Linked DNA regions of Mus musculus: region 2 is linked to region 1. The links are chromatin contacts, called in public HiChIP or PLAC-seq maps. All regions are on one chromosome and are shown on one strand. Each heading gives the region's core, a stretch centred on a gene start, on an enhancer-like site or on the middle of the called end of the contact. The rest is flanking DNA. Distances are from core to core; before and after follow the strand shown.

The links. HiChIP or PLAC-seq counts read pairs in DNA pulled down with a chosen protein or histone mark.
Region 2: an H3K4me3 HiChIP or PLAC-seq map of embryonic limb bud shows a contact between it and region 1, with 2.7 times the contacts expected there. The contact joins the promoter of Cacna1g here to the enhancer-like site in region 1. A contact is called at or near these places in 3 of 39 promoter capture datasets (the 3T3-L1 cell line, embryonic stem cells and macrophages), 9 of 484 Hi-C or Micro-C datasets (the G1E-ER4 cell line, the HL-1 cell line, the NIH/3T3 cell line and 6 more), 12 of 115 datasets of contacts at active chromatin or transcription factors (craniofacial prominence, double positive thymocytes, embryonic forebrain and 7 more) and 3 of 9 other capture datasets (adipose tissue, macrophages and pancreatic islet).

The regions. Positions count from the first base shown.
Region 1 is chr11:94,439,200-94,444,432 of GRCm38.p6, forward strand. Cacna1g (calcium channel, voltage-dependent, T type, alpha 1G subunit) reads right to left here. Exons shown (of 35, transcript NM_001177888.1): 10 at 4,828-4,979; 11 at 3,976-4,161; 12 at 3,766-3,880; 13 at 3,531-3,686. Among named protein-coding and RNA genes, the nearest start is that of Gm51872, 7.3 kb to the left of the region's middle. Within about 2 kb of position 2,147, at least 18 of the 459 cell types and tissues checked have an H3K27ac peak or open chromatin away from gene starts, as enhancers often do. A contact at or near this core is called in heart atrium and pancreatic islet, where this site is marked.
Region 2 is chr11:94,472,661-94,477,588 of GRCm38.p6, forward strand. Cacna1g (calcium channel, voltage-dependent, T type, alpha 1G subunit) reads right to left here and starts at 1,538. Exons shown (of 35, transcript NM_001177888.1): 1 at 716-1,538. The coding sequence starts at 957.

The DNA.
Region 1 (5,233 bases), core at 897-3,396:
CCTCCTTACATCCTCCAAGGACTTGTACTGAGGTGAGGTGTCTGTGGGGTCTCCAGTGGGGGCGAAGGGCAATGAGCGAAGGGCAAAAGAGCAAGAGAGTAAGTGAGGGAGCATGTTCTATGACCACAGGTCTTCACTCTACTGAGGCAGAATATTTCAGACTCCAACGGGACCTAGATGCAGGCAGGCACACATGCGGTGCCCACAGACATGTGCACATAGAGGATTCTAAGTCCCTTCCTTCTCTGGCCCATCCACAGGCCCGGCAGAGATGGGAATGTGCCCTCTGTGGGTTGATGTGGCAGAGGCAAAGAGGGTCCTCCCTTCTGTGTCCTCAAGTGGGGGGGAAGGGACTTAAAATCAAAGCAAACCTCACGACACCAATGACCACCACGGCGGACCACAGGTTGCACAACAGCTGAGCATGAACACAGGAACACAGAGACACAGGGGCAGTGTGGAGGGGGCACTGGGCACAGGGGCATGCCGACTCGTGATCGCATACCTACCCCCTGGGAGTTGACAGGCAGCTGAATACAGCTTAACTGTCCACTCGTATCTTCCCGTTTGCCGATTTCCTACAGGGAGAGGGGGAGGCAGGGGAAGGCTGCTCTTCACAGGCTCTCACGCCTTCAAAGATCAGCAATGTCCCAAGAAGACCAAAAAAAGGAAATGAGAGACACGGGGTGGGGAGAGCGGGACAGGACAGCCTTCCAGAATTCAGCCTCGAGCCCCCAGGCCCGAATGAATCTGAAGGGTGAAAGCGAAGGCCACAAAGATGAGAGCGGGTCGGGGAGGATCGAGTCTTCCGGTAGTCCTTGTAAGAGTGGTCACTGTGCTTCTCTGTGGGACTAGGAATCACAACCATGGCCTTGACTGTGCCCAGCAAGTGTCCTACCATTGAATTCCATCCACAGCCCTTGCCTTTTTGAGACAGGGTCTTACTCCATGGCTCAGACTAGAATGGAACGCATGATTCTCTTGCCTCTGCCCTTTAAGCACTGGAGTTATAGGTGTGTGCCACCATACCCAGCCTTAAACCGCTTATGGCCAGAGCTCACTCCCTTGCAAAGTGGAAGATGGCATCGTTACAGGCATCTTCCAGGGCAGGCACCTGAGGTCAGAGAAGTTAATGCCACTGCCCCACACGGTGCAGAGTCAGTGACAGTGGGCTGTGCCCTACTTCTCCAGCTGAGAACGTAACCTCCCTTCTCTCTCTGCTCTGAGGCATTTGTGTGGGAATGGACAGCAAGGGTAAGGGATGGTAGAGAGGACAGCAAGGAGAAGTGGATAAAGGTGGGCACAGGGCCTTGATGAGGAATGAAGTCATGCCTCGTCATCAATTCTAATCCTCTCAGCCCAAGTCCTTTCAAGTCAGAGTGGATGCATAGGCCCAGAGTCAGATGCGATGTGACAAGCAGCAGTGGGAGCGCGGCCATGATGTTGTTTAGTATCAATTAATGGCTACACACAGGGCCTGCTGCTTCCTCATCTAATTAAGCGCACGGATGACAAATATACAGGAATTCAAGGCACTACCCCCTGGGAGTCAGGAAATCAACAGCCAAGCAGGTTCTGCCCTGAAACCACCCCCTACCCACTCTGGGTAGGAGGTTGAGGCCAGCAGGAGATCTATCCCTTGAGGTCTCCTGCTAGACTCCCTCAAAACAGGACAGCTACTTCTTCCAGTGAGGCAGGTCGTTCATAGATACAAAACAGTATTTCAGGCCATCACAACCCCCAAACCGGACCATGGGGTTTACTGAAACCCCACAGTGGTAAGGACAGGTGGCTAATGATACCCCACATGGGACAGTGGAGTTGGTCCAACCCCTCAGGACCACAGCTTCACCCCACCCATGGAGGAGGTCTAACCTCAAAATCCTTTCTCTATCGCACACCATACCTAAAGCAATCCGCCCCTTGAAGGGCACCAGGCCCTAGGTGACACTCTCCAGCAAGGACACTTACACTATAAAGGGTTAGGAAGGGATCTCCTGCAAGGCCCTTGTCAATCCTTCCCATGCTGGGAAAGCTCTCAGGCCCCCAGCAGGGCCAGGGTGACCAGGCCAGACGTCAGGGCCTGGCAGCTCTGTTCCCACACTCAGACATTGCTGCTGCCTAGCAACCAGGCCAGCTCAGCAGCACTCAATTTAACAAGGTGTTTGTGAAAGCCGGTTAGTGGCGAAGGGGCTCCCTACACTGGACACCCCTAGGTCCACCATGGTGGATAGAGAAGAGATTATAGGCTCAGGAGCTTTCTGCTTCCCTCGGGAACTTATTTATCGTTTATTTTTGCCTGAGAGTAAACTCGGCCGTCACCAGTTGCCTTTGGGAGAGCCTGAAGAGACCCCATCCCCACTCAACCCTCACTTCAGCAGGCAGCTGGCAGCTACCTGCCAATCATGAGGCTCTTGGGAAAATCCTCTGGCACCTCTCAACTCTTAGGGTCCAAGGAAAACCCCAAAAAGGTGTCCTATTGTAAGGTGAGTGCCATTGAGAGAGTCCCACCCATCCCTAAAGCCTCCCCCAGGCATGCACTTCAGGCTGTCATGGCTGCCACCCAGCAGGGAGGAAATGTGATAATGGATAACTATACAATTAAAATGGAAGCTGAGAGAGGCCAGTGCGGGGCATATTCTTCTGTAGCCACTAGTGCCCAACAACCCCCCCTCCCCCCTCAGCCCAACCCGGCCCAGGGGGAACAGCCCTCCCTTGCAAGGCTGGGAAAGAGTCGGAAAATAGATTTTTGTTTTTCCACCGTGTGCTGGGTATTTATAGACAAGGCCGCAGCGGGAGTTTCCATCCGGGTCACCTAGCGAGAACTGGACCAAGAGCTTCTCTGGGCCCAACCTGGTGCATTTCTAGGTTGGGTCAACCTGCCCTGTTTGAGATGCTGGGATGACGGGAGCTTGGGTGGGAAGGCAGGCAGAGCTGAAGGAGAAGGAGGTAGGATTTGGGGACAGAAAGTGTGCCCTGGCACAGCCGGGGCAGGATCAATGTAAATCAATATTAATTGATGACGCTGCCGGTGACGGAGGTGATGGAGTCTGGGCTGGAAATAGGACTCTCATCTCTGCCATGCTTGCAGCTAATTGGGCTCATTTCTCACCCTGGGCAGCTCAGCCCTGCCTGGGGCCCTGGTGGCATCTTCATCGGCTCAGCCTGCTCTCAGATGACTTGCGCACAAACCTCCCACACCCCTCAGCCCAGATGGGTCCTCCCCAGATGTCCCATAAAAACCCATGCTCTAGGGTCCAGCTACATAGGTCCTCAAATTTGACTTGCCTTTCTGGGAAAGGGCCCAGCTGACTGAAAGAGAATCTTATAAGTTGCCAACTTATAACCCATACAGCTTCCTCAGCCCGGATGGCAGGTTTTATGAGACGGAGCACCTCCCACCTGAGGCCCACCCTGGCTTCGTCCAGTGGTTACTGCCTACAAGATCTTTCAGGCCTCATAATCAGCAGTGGAGGGAAGAAGAAGCAGGCATCCCTCAGTAGGGTGAGATAGACAGGGCAGGGGGTTACCTCTGCCTGGAAACCCTCCACGAGAATGGCGACAAGCAGGTTAAAGAGCACGTAGTTGCCAAAAGTCATGAGGGCGATGAAGTAAAGAGCAGCCCAAGATGACGTGGAGGCCATGCCGTTGTAAAGGACTTTATTCCAGTCTTCCTGAGTCAGAATCTGCAGGCAGGGGACAGGAGTCAGGACTCGACTGGACACCCAACTTCCCCGACTCACCCCTGCCCTGTGACCCTCAAACCTGAAAGACAGTGACAATGGCCCAGAGCAGGGAGTCAAAATTCTTCCGGTCTGGCAACGTGTCCCCATCCCGTTCAGATGCGAACTTGCAACCAAAAAGGTGCATGCCCAGGATGCTGGAGATGCAGGGAGTCGCAGACAGGGTCAGGGTGGGTCCTGGGATCCTGCCCCTTGCCCCACCCCACCCCTGGCCAGCCTTGTGCTCGCTCACCTGAAGATGAAGATGAAGAGCATGAGCAGCATGCAGAAGGTGGCCACGTTGTCCATGGTCTTCATGAGCACCACGAGCTGCCGCTGCAGTGCCGGCAGGAAGCGAACTAGCTTCAGCACCCGCATCAGGCGGAAGGTCCGCAGCACCGACAGGCCACCTCCCTGCTGGCCCACAATCTCCCACACGCTGTGGGAGGCAGGCAGCCTGAGTCCCTGCGCCCGTTACCCCTGACTTCCCTTTCTGAGGACCCATTGGTGACATCTGAGACTCAGCTGCCCTGCCCTGCCCAGCTCAGAGAAGAGTCTGCACAGCCCTTCTGGCTTCAAGGGGGCTGAAAATCCCGGTGACAGACAGCTCCAGCTCTCTTGACCCTCCACTCCCCACCAGAGATCATCACATCCTGGCAGCAGGCAGTCCTCTCCCTAAATCCTGCCATAGCTAGAGCATCAAGTTATAGAATATTTGCTTTGTTCTCTTCTAATGAAATCTAAAGCCAATTCCAGAAACCAATAAAGGAGTTCTGGCCCTGGGCCGGGATGGGGGGGTGAGTGGGGGGGAGGGGATGGAATTCTTTCCAGGTTGTGGAAACCCTAAAGTAAGTTGCTGGGCGTCTGAGTCGGTTTCCAATCGCTTTGCAAGAGGGGAAGCTGTCTGTACCTCTTCCTCCGACTCCACTTGAGAGCCAGCTTTCCAACCCTCATCCACCCCAGGCCTGGGTAGGGTCGAGGACAAGAGAAAAAGCAGGCAGAAAAGGGGCACAGGCTCTAGGAGAGCAAGGTGAGGCCCAGAGAGAAGGTCAAAGCCATCCCTGCTGGCCCTCTTTCAGACAGAAGCAGAGAGGGGCAGTCATACCTGATGACCACAATGACGCCATCAAAGATGTTGTAGGGATTCTTAATGTAGCCGAAGGGACCGTAGACGAGCAGCTTCAGCAGCATCTCCAAGGCGAAGAGGCTGGTGAAGACGATGTTGCTGATTTCCAGGGCGTTGGTGAGCTCCTCGGGCTAAAGGGTAATCAGGTATGTAACAGCAGACTCACCCCCAAGCCCCACATCCCAGACATCCTGAACATGGGGCCCCAGGGAGAGGAGGTGCAGAAATGGCAACCTTAGGGAGTATCTAGGAAGAAAGGCATTCAAATACAGCCATCCTGGGAAAGGGACACATGGACCCCAAGGCTGGATCTCAGATCCCGAGACGATGGATTTCTTTAGGGGTGGCTGTGTAAATTCTGCTGTCTCTCCTGGGAGGTCTAAGA
Region 2 (4,928 bases), core at 288-2,787, 33 kb after region 1:
CTTCACCACATCTTGTTCTCATTCTGCACCCCTGACATCAGCCGCCGCCGAAATCTCCTTGTTGTGCCTCCAACCCGCGGATTGGGAGGGTGTTGGGGGGACAGGACCTGCCCCCACCCCCCGTTTCCCGCTAGGTCAGTAAAAACCTCAGCCTTCAGGACTACTAGATCGGGGGACTGGACCCTAGAATCCGCCGCAAACTTTGGGGCGGGGGCATAAGGAAACCCCAGGAGATTGCGGTCTCCCCTCCTCCGTCCCCGCAGCTTCCTCTCCACCCCTGCCCCCAAACTCGAAAACCAAACCCAGCTCGCTAACCCGCGGCTGGCGGGCTGGCGGAGTAGAAAGCCCAGGCTCCTGAAGCTGCCCACATCTGGAGGATGACGACCCTCCTCTGCCCACATCTGTAGAGCATCCAGATGCTTACCAGAGGGTCACCTCTCCTCTCTTTTCCTAGCTTGGATTTCAACCCTCCACCCCTCACCCCCGCCCAAGGAAGGCTGAGGTGTGTGTATTCGGAGGTGGGGCTCGTCTGGGGTACCCACCAGTCTCCGCTTCTACTCGGACGCCCCCTCCCCTCCTTAACAGTCCCCCACTCAACTGTTCACAGTCCAGGCTCACTTCTCCAACTCACCTGGCTTACGGTCCCCTCTGGCAACACGGCCCGCCCTCCTGTGGACCCCCCTAGTCCGGCCCATCGCTGTGCCCCGAAGGATATGGGTTACAGACCGTGCGGAGACACCAGCTCCGCGGGCGGCTGTCCTGGCTCAAGTAGAAGAAAACCACCGGGGCCAGCGCCGGGTAGGGCAGCCCCTCCGCCTCGGAGTCCGCGCTGCCCGGGTCCTTTTCCGTCGACCCCGGCCCCTGCCGGCCCCCGGCCCCAGACAGGTCGTTGAGCTGCGTGAAGCTCCGGGGCTGTCCCGACTCCTCGGCGCCCGCTCCATCCTCTTCCTCATCCATCCTCTGGCCAGCTGGGGTCCCGGGGGTCCGAAGAGGGGCGATCGGAGCCCCTCCGAGGAGGTGTCCTCACACAACCGGGGGACCCCGGTGGGGGAGCATGTGGGGGGCTCTAGAGAGCTTGCTGAGCCCCCAGGAGGGCCAGTTCAGCTCAGCTCCCCCTGCCCTCAGGGGCATGCTGCCCGCGGGGCGCCGGGTCCCAGGGAAGCCCCGCCTGGCGAGAGTCCCGCTTCCCCTGGGTTCCCGGGGGCTCCCCGACTAGCCGGCCGGCTTCCCCTCACTTTGTTCCGGCTTCTTCCCTTCGCGCCCAGGCTCCGGTTGCCCGAATGGGCGCTACCTTCGGTGAAGCAGCCCCCGAGAGGAGGAGGAAAAAAGGGGCCACCCGGTGAAGGGCGGGGGTCCGGGGAGGGGCGCCCCCTCTTCCCTCGGCGCAGCTGGAGCAGGATCTAAGGGGTCAGCATCGTCCCGGCTCCACGCCAGAGACGGCGGGGGGAGGGGGAGGGGAGGAGGGATCTCTTTGGGGGTGGGTTTGGAGGGGGTGGGGGCTGGCTCCTTCCTCCGCCCCGCGGCGGGCTAGAGGACCGGGAGGGGCGGGGAGACCGTGGGGGGCCGTCCCGGGCGGGGGTGGAGGCGGAGATGTCGCTGCCGCCGCCGTGGCTGCCGTTGCCGTAGCTGTCGCCGGCGCCACTGCCTCCTCCTCCGGCCGAGACGCGGAGGGAGAGAACGAGAGAAAGCGGCGGCGAGGAGCCCGGCGCACACCACAGCTGGATCCCTCACTCCAACTTCAAGCCTCGGCCCCGCCTTTCCCCAGCCAATCTCACAGCCAATCGCCGTGCGTCACCGGTCCAGAACCGCCCTTCCATTGGTCAGCCGCCGTGCCAGTGCGGGAGGGGGTACAGGGGGAGAGCCACAGCTGGAATCCGGTTCCCACCCCAAAACCACGACCGCCTTTCTACCCTCCTCTTGCCCCCGGGTTCGCTCCCGAAGGCTGGGGCCAATCAGACGACTGTCCAGACCGAACCCACTTTTCTATTGGCCTCTTGGGTCTTTGGGACTCCCCTGGGAGGGAGCCTCGAGAAATCAAAGTATTTGGCATCTGGTCCTAGGGTAGCCCTACGAGCCTCTGACATCTTTTGTCCAGGACCCCGAAATTGGACAGCAGCCAGAAGTCAGAACTTAGGTCTAAGCAGAACTGAAAAAGAAGGGAGACAGGAATCACAGGAGTTAGGGGTGTTACCGGGATCCCACAGCTAAATCTGACTCTTCACCTGGTTAATAACCCATCCTCTGCTTGAACCTGGGGGTCAGACTGGGGAGAAGGAAGAAGAGTCTGGTGTTTCAGGCTGGAAGGGGTCTGTTTGGGAAAAATAGGCGTAGCTAGAAAGGTAGAAGTAGGCGTGGTCTGGAAATGTTTCCCACCAGCCTCTTTGCTGGTCCAGAACCCCGGTCCACTTCTAAGATGTTGACCCTGGCCTAACCCCAACCCGCAGGTCTTCTCACTGATGCTCTGAGCGTCATCTCCTGCTTCTAGTGCTCTCTGAAGGTTGGAGACTCCTTTCAGGGGCTTCCTGCTGGAAAAGCATAGCTTCCAGGCGTGGCACCAAGACTGTAGAGCCTGGATCACCTGCAGCCCCGAAGTGGGAACAGCCTGCTAAGGCCATTGTGGGCCTCGCATGTTGTAAGGAATGATACCTAGAGCTGAGCTTTAACAACTTCATCCTGCAAAATTCTACTTCCTGCCTCAGTTTCTCCCCTTGATTCCAGTATAGCTTAAGAGAAGTGTCTGAGAGATGAATGCTTCCTGGAGTTACTTTTCTCCACCACTGGACTGGGAGAGGTGCTGGCGCTGTGCTTCACAGGCATGTACACGCAAATGGAGACCCGGGCTTTTGCCCAGCTTCATCTCCCTATGTTCAGGGGCTCAGTCGATTCTATCTCTCTCACAGCCTCCAAAGGGCTGTGGGTACCAGAGAAACAAGCACCACCGGAATTCTGAACGTGATGGGGAGTGGGGGAGGGGGGAAGCGTTTATGTTAGATGCAGGGAAAACATCTTTACAATCTGCGTAGGATCTTTACGATGGAAACGACAGGATCTGTAGTCCTGGTAGACTCCGGAATGGCACAAGCCACTGCGGGAAGGCTGAGGAATGAATGGACTGGATCACCTCCTGCAGCCCCTGATTCGCAGGCGTTCTTCCCTGACAAAGTTGAGCCACCCACACATCCTCCAGAGGCCTCCTGGCACCATGACATGGGTTTGGGGCCGTGTCAGCTCCCACTCCGGCCAGTTGCCAAGATGGGGTGAAGAGGGCAGAGCTTGCTGCGGCGCTGTCACCTTCCTGGTTGCCCTTTTGCCAAATCCCAGCATTGAGTTGTGCAAATGAGGCCAGGCCTATTTGCATTTCATGCTAATGAGCACATCCCCTAAGTGCCTGTTTCTCCTGGAGGGAGTCTCTGCTCTCATTCTGCGTGTGAGGCGCCAATCTTGAACTCGGAGCCCTCTTCTGGGATAGAGGAACTATTTATGGCTTGCTTTTAGAGCCTGACATCTTTTCTCCCTCCTGGTTATCCTCAGTCTAGTAGGTGGGCTTGCCCTTTTGACCACCGTATCTTGAAGCCTTAGGGTTTGGCATCCAGAGGTGGGAATTCTCATAACCCAGTCTCTAAAGCAGAGAGCTAGATGAGAACAGAGGCTTGCCCAGCCTCACAGTTCTCCAGTGGTCAGAGGCTCCACCTCTTCATCCTCAGGCTGCCCTTTTCTGGAACATACCAAGAAAAGAGACAAGCAGGCACCAGCTGGAGAAATTGAGACCTACTTCCCTGAGTTTGCAACCTGAGGAAGATCTGCCATCTAGGACAGCATAGGGCATCAGGGGACCCTATCTGCTACCTGAGTGGGGGAAGGGAGGACAAAGGCACTAGAAGATGGGAAGCTCTGCACTCTAGTGCTCCAAGGCTCAGTTCTGGCACCACCCCTTCCTACTGGCTTCCTTTCTGGAGGTCTTTAGTACTGAACCAGTCCAAGGTAGGAAACCTCACAGTACCAAGCCTGGACAGGGATGATGGGTGGAGATCTCTCTCTTTCTCTCTCTCTCTCTCTCTCTCTCTCTCTCTCTCTCTCTCTCTCTCTCTCCCTATGCTGTGTTCCCTGTGGCATGTCCTAGCCTAGTGTTTGATACATAGTGGGCACTTGGTTAAAAAAAAAAAAAGTATTTCAAACCAGGAAGTGGGAGATGGAGGGGAAAATCCTTTATTTGTGCCTCTGTTTATCCACCAAGTTAGACCTATGTGGTCCAAACTTTCTTCCAAGTTTGCTAGAGTATCTCATATGTGCCTTGCTTAGCAAGCCCCTCCAGGACCCTGCAGCTTTGTGGCCTTTGTCCCTCCCGTGCTGGTCCCCTTAAGAACAAAATAGATCACCCATCTGTGGTGCTCTTTACTTGGGGTGCTGCAACCATTCCATTTGGTCACCCCATATCTCTGGGCATTGAAACTGCCATTTCTCAGTTAAGGAATCTAGAGTTCAGGGAAACGAAATGATAAATACCTCCCAAATCAAGAAGCTATGAGCATTGTGACCCTAAGCCCTAGCTGCCTCAATACGGTCCTGCTGACAGAAGAGGGGGCATAGAAGAGGAGGGTAAAGTGGCACTTGCCAAGAGGAAGAGACATTGTGGGATTTTAAAATCAACTCCATATCCAGTAAGGATCATGTTCAGCCTATAAGTTGGAAAGCCCAGCCTTCCTGGGAGAATTCCTTCCTCTGAAACTATTTACAAGATGCCACTGCCCTGTTCCTGCCTGATAGCAGAGGGGAAAGGAGAGACGCAAAAGGCAGGGAAGTGGAGGAAAACACCAGATGCACACTCCTTCATAGCCATGCCTCCACCTCCTGGCAAGAAACAGTCTCAGTGATCTTTGTTGTCATTCTGAAGACCCTAGGGAGAAACTGGTATGCTCAGGGGTGTCAGG